Regions from separate parts of the Neogale vison genome. Here region 2 is linked to region 1. Evidence: chromatin contacts called from public Hi-C data. All regions are on one chromosome and are shown on one strand. The core of a region is the stretch at or near the end of the contact, and the rest is flanking DNA. Distances in the headings are between cores, read along the strand shown. Region 1 overlaps RNF38 (E3 ubiquitin-protein ligase RNF38). Region 2 holds the start of LOC122917464 (thioredoxin-dependent peroxide reductase, mitochondrial-like).

What was found. Hi-C and Micro-C count contacts between places; a contact is called where the count stands out from the background.
Region 2: a Hi-C map of fibroblasts shows a contact between it and region 1, with 5 times the contacts expected there. The contact joins the promoter of LOC122917464 here to the enhancer-like site in region 1. A contact is called at or near these places in 2 of 3 Hi-C or Micro-C datasets (fibroblasts and muscle).

Annotation. Positions count from the first base shown.
Region 1 is chr9:35,106,919-35,110,980 of ASM_NN_V1, forward strand. All of the region lies in intron 1 of RNF38 (E3 ubiquitin-protein ligase RNF38), which reads left to right. Among named protein-coding and RNA genes, the nearest start is that of RNF38, 39 kb to the left of the region's middle. Within about 2 kb of position 1,868, the one cell type or tissue checked has open chromatin away from gene starts, as enhancers often do. A contact at or near this core is called in fibroblasts, where this site is marked.
Region 2 is chr9:35,256,204-35,260,265 of ASM_NN_V1, forward strand. LOC122917464 (thioredoxin-dependent peroxide reductase, mitochondrial-like) reads right to left here and starts at 2,218. Exons shown (of 1, transcript XM_044265363.1): 1 at 1,289-2,218. The coding sequence starts at 2,210. The coding sequence ends at 1,437. The region is part of intron 1 of GNE (bifunctional UDP-N-acetylglucosamine 2-epimerase/N-acetylmannosamine kinase); the gene reads left to right.

The sequences.
Region 1 (4,062 bases), core at 618-3,117:
ATAATAATTAATGCCACTGAATTATACACTTAAAAATGGTTAAGATAGTAGATTTTATGTTGTATGTTTTGCCACCATAAAAAGGACAGCCTCATGACCACGTTTGTTAGCATATAAATACACGAGGAAGTTTAGTAATACAGTTCTGGGTGAAAAGAACTAATATGTGTTTGTTACACTGTCACCTTTTTAGGGAGAAAGACCTGGACCAGCCTTTATTGTTTATTTTTATAAAAAATATTTTATTTATTAAAAAATATTTATTTATTTGACAGAGAGAGAGTGACAGAGAGGGAACACAAGCAGGGGGAATGGGAGAGGGAGAAGGAGGCCTCCCGCTGAGCAGGGAGCATGATGTGGAGGTCCCTGCCTCAGACACTAACGACTGAGCCACCCAGGCACCCCCTGGACTAGCCTTTAAATCAGTGAGCTTCCAGAATTACTTTGAGCAGCAAAACCATGATAAATAAAACATTAAATTGGAACTGCTGAGATATAATGAGGGGTCTTGGAAAGCTGTTTCCATCTAGTTGAGCAACTGTCCCCATTCCCATACCATTTTAGGGCTCCAAAGTGTCTTAAACTGTGGCAAATCCCTGTGCAGCTCCTCATAAACCAAAAAGCTAGTATTCGTTAGAGTTACGAGTATTTGTAGAGGAGATCTAGGTATCAGGTTTTTTTTGGTTTGTTTTTTAAGTAGGTCCCATGCTCACCATCACCATGGATGTCATCATGGGGCCTGAACTTAAGAGATCAAGACATGAGCTGAGATCAAGTCAAATGCTTGATCTCAGTCACCAACTGAGCCACCAGGTGCCCCTCAGTTGGGTGTTTTAACTGGTCTGAGATAATCACATGCTCAGAACTTTTTTTGTAGGGGGAAATATAGGCACTTTCTGGAGAACATTGTAAATTACAAGAAAGCATGCTTAGTTCTAGATGTTCTGAATTTCAGAGCTGGAAGGGATCTTGCATTATTTAGTTCGACCTGTTCTTTTTAAAGATGTGAGAACTGAGTTCTGGAGAGGTTGGCTTCCATGATACCGCCCAGCTAGTCAGCAGTAGGGCTTTGTGCTGTACCACCACTACTTGATAGCAAAAGGATATCAAAAGAAAATGACTCTCTTCGTATGTCTAGAGATAGGACTGGTGTTCATTCTGATTTTATCCAAGTTTTATTCCTGATCATTGTGAGGTTCAGTTACCAAAAACAACCTTTAGTAACCAGAAAATGAAGTCAGCTAGAAGATTCAGTTCTTCTGAGAAGCCTGCTCAGGAAGGTTTGCTATATTTGATCATTTCAGTTTGCATTTGTACTTGCATAACACTTTGGTATAGTTTATCACAGTGAACACAGATCTGATAGCTGCAGGGACATGGTTTGGGGTAGCAGATCCCTGGCCTCAGCTTCAAGATCTTTAGCCCTTGCTCTGCCATTAACTTTTTGTAGGCCTGGGGCAAGTCATTTCCCCTCGGTGGACCTTAGTTATGTGCTCATTGTAAACTGGTAGAGAGAGATTTGATGGGTCATAAAGGTTCCAGCCTTTCATAGCTGTTGAGCTGTATGTGGGTTTCAGTATTGCAGTGAAGAATCACCCTCTTCCAGTGCTGTTTAGTTAAACAGAATTCACAGGGTAGAAGCTGCTGCTCTTTGTTGCCCATGACAGTTAATGCACATAAATGAAAACAAACCCAATTACAGAGTTCACATGAGTGAATTTTTATTTAGGTCTCTTAACACAGTTAATAAATTTGAGTGTTGAAATCTCAGGCTTCTTCTTGGCCTTCATCCTAAGGTCACTGGATTTGAAAAGAAAATAGAAAGCAAATGGTAGTTGGCAAGACCATTTCCTTTCTGTGTTTACATTTCTGTTACTTACTCAGTAGTTATTTTGAATACTAAGTATGCTAAGAGGGCTCAAGAATTCAGAATCTTAAAAATTTGTATTTTCATTCCTGCTTTGGGGACGTATGCCTCTCCTTAGTCATCTATTTTAGCAGGTCATTTGTTACTAAAACATTTACTAGCATCACATTACCAAATGCCTACACATCTAGGGCTTGAGGTTGGTGGCAAATTTGAATCCTTTGGAGACAGCAAAACTTTTAGTTAGAAATTTATCTCCTGGGGCGCCTGGGTGGCTCAGTGGGTTGAGCCGCTGCCTTTGGCTCAGGTCATGATCTCAGGGTCCTGGGATTGAGTCCTGCATTAGGCTCTCTGCTCGGCGGGGAGCCTGCTTCCCTTCCTCTCTCTCTGCCTGCCTCCCTGCCTACTTGGGATCTCTCTCTGTCAAATAAATAAATCTTTTTTTTTTTTTTAAAGATTTTATTTATTTATTTGACAGAGAGAAATTACAAGTAGATGGAGAGGCAGGCAGAGAGAGAGAGAGGGAAGCAGGCTCCCTGCTGAGCAGAAAGCCCGATGCGGGACTCGATCCCAGGACCCTGAGATCATGACCTGAGCTGAAGGCAGCGGCTTAACCCACTGAGCCACCCAGGCGCCCCATAAATAAATAAAATCTTTAAAAAAAAAAAATTTATCTCCTGGATTCATAATGAGTATCATATCTTACCATTCAGAAGTATTTATTTAATACCTACTATGTGCCCAGTGATGCACTGGGTTCATTATATCAAAATATGTTGTAAGGTGGGGCTTCTGCTGTCAACAAGCTCTTGGTCTAGAAGGAGAAGCAAAGCAGTTTGATTTTTTTTTTTTTTTTGACATGTTATGCACAGGTCTGTGGCAGCAAAGAGGAATGTGTCTCAATCGTGCTTTTCAGTCCACAGGGATGGGACCCTGGACTCAAAATTTCTAGCTACACTTAATCACAGGAGCTTCATCAGTCTAGCTTGATGTGCATTTCAAGTTAATGAACAGGTTTTAGATTATATTTTTATTTTACTACAAAGAAAAAAGTTGTTTCTAAACCATTTCCTTATTCTGAAATTTTTTTTTTTTTTAAAGGCACAGGACGATGAACAAAGCATTTCAAGTAAACTGTTGTACTGATTTCATGTTGTCATCCACTCTTAGAGATAGTCAGGAAAACCCTCACTATGTATGTGAGCCCTGTTTATCGACTCCCTGCCCTCAAATTCCAGAACAGAAAATAACCCTTGATGTGATGAAAAATCAATTTAACATTGGTAGAGTCTGTACTTGCCGGGCCAGAAGTCCTGCCTGGAGGCTTTTAGCATAGTTAGGACTTCAGCAGGGCTAGCCTACAGAGAGACACTCTCTAACCTGAGGAGAAGGTCCAGTTTTTCGTGTGGACCTCACAGAGCAGCGGGAGACTTTTAGCGCATTGCAGAGCTTGGTAGGCTTTCCTGTGCAAGAGCCAAAACTTCGGGGCAAGGGGAAGAAGGAAGACAAAGATTAGATTAGAGCGGAATGAGTGCAGGAGAGCTAGACAATTCAGTTTCTTAGTGTTGCAGTAAGTGGGACTGGCTCTCATGTCCCATCTCAAGGTGAAGTGCTCAAGCCTGGATGAGAGTTCAAAGGGAGAAGCGTTTCAATATATCTTTTCCTAGGCTGTCACTTCAAGTGATATGTTGAAGCTGTGAGTTGCTTTTGTAAAGGAGAGTGTTCACTGCTGGTATTTTGCTATTTTGTGACACTCTTTGAGATCAGCTAACACTCTGAAGTACTAAATTGAAAACCTGGATTAAGGAGCTGTAGCCCCACATTCACAGAGACACATGCCTCCATGCTTAAGCAGAGTCTTTCACCAGCTGGTTCTCTCTCTCACCCTCCCCAGGTCTTTCTGGTCCATGGTTTGGCTCTTCTGTCTTAGCGTGGGCTGTCTGCTTACACTACCTTTCATCCCAACTCCTTAATTTATTCTCAAGCATCTTTGTACCAGTGTTGTAGGTTTTATTGCTTTGATACATATGGACAACAATGATCCCATTTCAAGTTGTGTACAAGGTCTGAGAAAGGAAAAGAGTAGAGCAAATGATCATTGAGTCTGTTTAATTATATAATTAACAAATAATCATTATTAAAAAAACAATTACACGAAATCATAATGTCTCAAAATATATGGGACATATAGCCAT
Region 2 (4,062 bases), core at 968-3,467, 150 kb after region 1:
TCTCAAGAGAACATAAAGAAAAAGTCTAAAAAAGAGGGTCATTTCATTTCATTAATTTCACTTTCATTTCAAGGTTAAGTGATTCCATGAACACAGAACTATTCGAACTATATATGGAAATATAAAATTTTCAGTATTGGTCAAGCATAAAATCTGAGTGGCTTAATAAGTGCAAAAATCCTCAAAACTGTATTATCTTTATTCAAAGTATTTGTATTTCTAGTTACAGTTTTCCTAGCCATAACTTAAGCATTAAGTATGTTAAAAATATGTAATATTTTTATTACATATAAAATATGTAATATTTTATATATATATATATATATATAGCCACCATTGGGTGGCTCAATGGGTTAAAGCCTCTGCCTTTGGCTCGGGTCATGATCCCGGGGTCCTGGGATTGAGCCCCGCTTCGGGCTCTCTGTTTGGCGGGGAGCCTGCTTCCCTTCCTCTCTCTCTGCCTGCCTCTCTGCCTACTTGTGATCTCTGTCAAAAATAAATAAAATCTTAAAAAAAATATGTAATAGTTACAAGATACATAAAGAAGCACAGATATCTCAAGTGTACAATTTGAATTCTAACAAATTAAACACACCCATGTAATAAGCATGCAGATTTTTAAAAAACTGAACATAAATACTGTTTTTTTAAATTAAATTTTCTTAAGTTTTAAGAGAAAAATTAGTGTTCTTTTCTGGATATTTGGTGATATGGCATGTAACTATTATTATTATTTTTTTAAAGATTTATTTATTTATTTATTTGACAGCGATCACAAGTAGGCTGAGAGGCAGGCAGAGACAGAGGGAAGCAGGCTCCCTGCGGAGCTTGATCCCCACCCAGGACCAGTGGGATCATGACCTGAGCCCAAGGCAGAGGCTTTAACCCACTGAGCTCCCCAGGCGCCCCCAAGAGTGTTTTTTTAAAAAAAACATGATTCACATTTGTTTCAAGTACACATACATCCATTGGAAGAGTTAAATTAGACCATTGATGTTAACACCTTAAAACTATGTATGATCTTTGTCACCTTAAAAGAAAATTCAGTTTAGTACAAAGAAACTCAAGAAGAAATTTCAGGACCCTTGATCAGAAGCTTCGGTGTGTGTTGTACTATTCTGGTGTACATAAAGGTTCAAGTAAGACCAACAAAGAACGTTTCCTCTTCCCACTGAAGACACAATCAAAGGAACAGATGAACCAGCATCCTATAAACTAGTCAGTCATCAGGAGGTTACCAATAAAGGACGCTTTATGTGTGTGAGGACATTTAAAAGCCTCCGCCAATGTTAAAAAACAAAACATTTCGAGTATTACTTATGAGTACAAGCATAATTGTTTTGTCTTCTATAAATAATCATCTTTGAAATGCTCAAAGTGAGTTCCAGCTGTGGCTCTCTCCTGACGTGAGAAGAGGTGGGTTCACACGGGATGATCTACTGATTCACCTTCTCAAAGTATTCTTTGGAAGCAGTTGGATGTGGCTTAATCGTAGGAGAATCCGGGGTCCAGTTCGCTGGGCAGACTTCTCCATGGGTTTCCACAAACTGGAATGCCTTCACCAGGCGGAGGGTCTCTTCCACACTTCGGCCCACGGGGAGATCATTGACACTCAAATGCCTGATGATGCCATTGGGGTCAATGATGAAGAGGCCTCTCAGAGCAATTCCGGGGCCTTCCAACAGCACGCCATAGTCTCGGGAAATCTGTTTATTCAGATCTGACAAGAGTGCGATGTTCATGTGGTCCAAGCCGCCATTCTTCCTTGGTGTGTTGACCCAGGCGAGATGGGTAAAGTGGGAATCCACTGGAACTGCAACAACTTCACAGTTCACGTCGTGAAATTCATTGGCTTTGTCGCTAAAAGCAACAATTTCTGTAGGACACACAAAGGTGAAGTCCAAAGGATAGAAGAAAAGCACCAAATATTTTCCCTTAAAGTCATCGAGGGTTAGGTCTTTGAACTCTCCAATGACAACGGCGGTGCCCTTAAAATAGGGTGCGTGCTAAGTGACTGCAGGAGCGTGGTATGAGGAACTGGTGCTAAAAGCGAATTTTGCTTGACCAGAACTAGACCACAATACATTCGTCAGGCACGTTCTTCGGGAAGCAGCAGGTCTGAGGGCTGCAGAGGCAGAGATGCCCCAAGGAACAGCATTCATATGTCGGGCAATCGAAGCCCGGAGCAATCTTCCCAATGCGGCCGCCATCTTCAGTGCGCGCGAGATTCGCCGTAACTATTATTTTTAAAATATTTTATTTATTTAAAAATATTTTATTTATTTGACAGAGAGTGAGAGAGGGAATACAAGCACGGGTAATGGAAGAGGGAGAAGCAGGCTCCCCACTGAGCAGGGACACCCCGGCCAATTCAGGGGGTTGATCCCAGGATATTGGGATCATGACCCAAGCTGAAGGCAAACACGCAACAACTGAGCCACCCAGGCGCCCTAAAGATTTTGATTTTATGTTTTATTTCTTTAAAAGATTTTATTTGACAGATGGAGATCAAAAGTAGGCAGAGAGGCAGGCAGAGAGAAAGGGGGAAGCAATGAGCAGAGAGCCTAATGTGGGGCTCCATCCCAGGACGCTGAGACCATGACCTGAGCCAAAGGCAGAGGCTTAACCGACTGAGCCACTAAGGTGCCCCTAAAGATTTTTATTTCTAAGTAATTTCTGCACCCAGTGTGGGGCTCCAACTCACAACCCCGAAATCAAGAGTCACATGCTCCATTGACTGAGCCAGCCAGGTGCCCCTGGCATGTAAGTTTAAAAGTTTATGTAAGCTTATGCCCATCTTGGGGTGCCTGATTGGGTCAGATGGTTAAATGTCTGCCTTCGCCTCAGGTCATGATGGGATCGAGCCCCATATTGAGCTCCATATCGAGCCCCATGAGCCCCATATCAATCCATATATTGAGCACCATATAAGGCTCCTGGCTCAGCAGGAAGCCTGCTTCTCCCTCTTCTTCTCCCTTTGCCTCTCCCATGGCTCATGCTCTCTCTGTACCTCTCTGTCTCAAATAAATAAAATCCCTAAAAAATTATAAATAAATAAATAAAAGCAATGTGTCCATCTTGAACATTTCCTGGGGGTTTTGATACCACTTGTGTTAGGCAAAATAGCTCCCGAAGAGCCATGTCTTAATCCCTAGAACTTGTGAATGTCCCCTTATATAGAAAAGAGACTTTGACAGTGTGATTAAGGATTTTGAGAGGGCAAGAATATCCTGGACTATACTCACAAGAGTCTTTTTAAGTCAAGGAGGAAGAGGAAATGTGACAAGGGAAACAGAGGTCAGAGGGGCCACAAACCAAGGAATGAGGGCAGCCCGTAGCCAAGGAAAGGCAAGGAAGTAGATTGTCCACTGCCCCCTAGGGAAGGCCGACCCACTGATACCTTAAAAAAAAAAAAAAAGACATATATTTGAGATGTTATATATTACTTTCAAGTATACAGCGAAATGATTTGATATATGTATATATTGTGAAGTGATCACCATTATGTTTAGCTAACATCTGTCACCAAACAGTTCAATTTTCTTTTCTTGTGATGATATCTATATTGCTACTTTGATTTTAGCTGGGTAAAACTCATTTCAGACTCCTGAGTTCTGGAGAGAACTGCAAGATAATACATTAGTTTTTAACCACTAGGTTAGAGATAATTTGTTGTAGCAGCAATAGAAAACTAACGCACTCTCTGGTGAATCTATGTCCAGATTCATATATCTTATTGTTCACTTAATAGGCATCTCAAATATATCCCAAAATAAAACTTTACTTTTAACTTACCAAACATGGTCACTCCCTCAGCTTTTCTCTCATCTTGATAAATAGCACCAATCACCCAATTACTAACACCAGACACCTGGATGTCATCCTTGTTTCCATCCTTTTCTCTCATTCCCTCATACCTAATCCATAATTTTCAATTCTGCTTCCAAATTCAATCTCATATCATCCAGTTGAGTTTCACTGTCACCATTTTTAACATTTTTGTTCTCTTTAATATGCAATATGTGCATATATTACAAAACACAAAAGATATTATAAATAGGT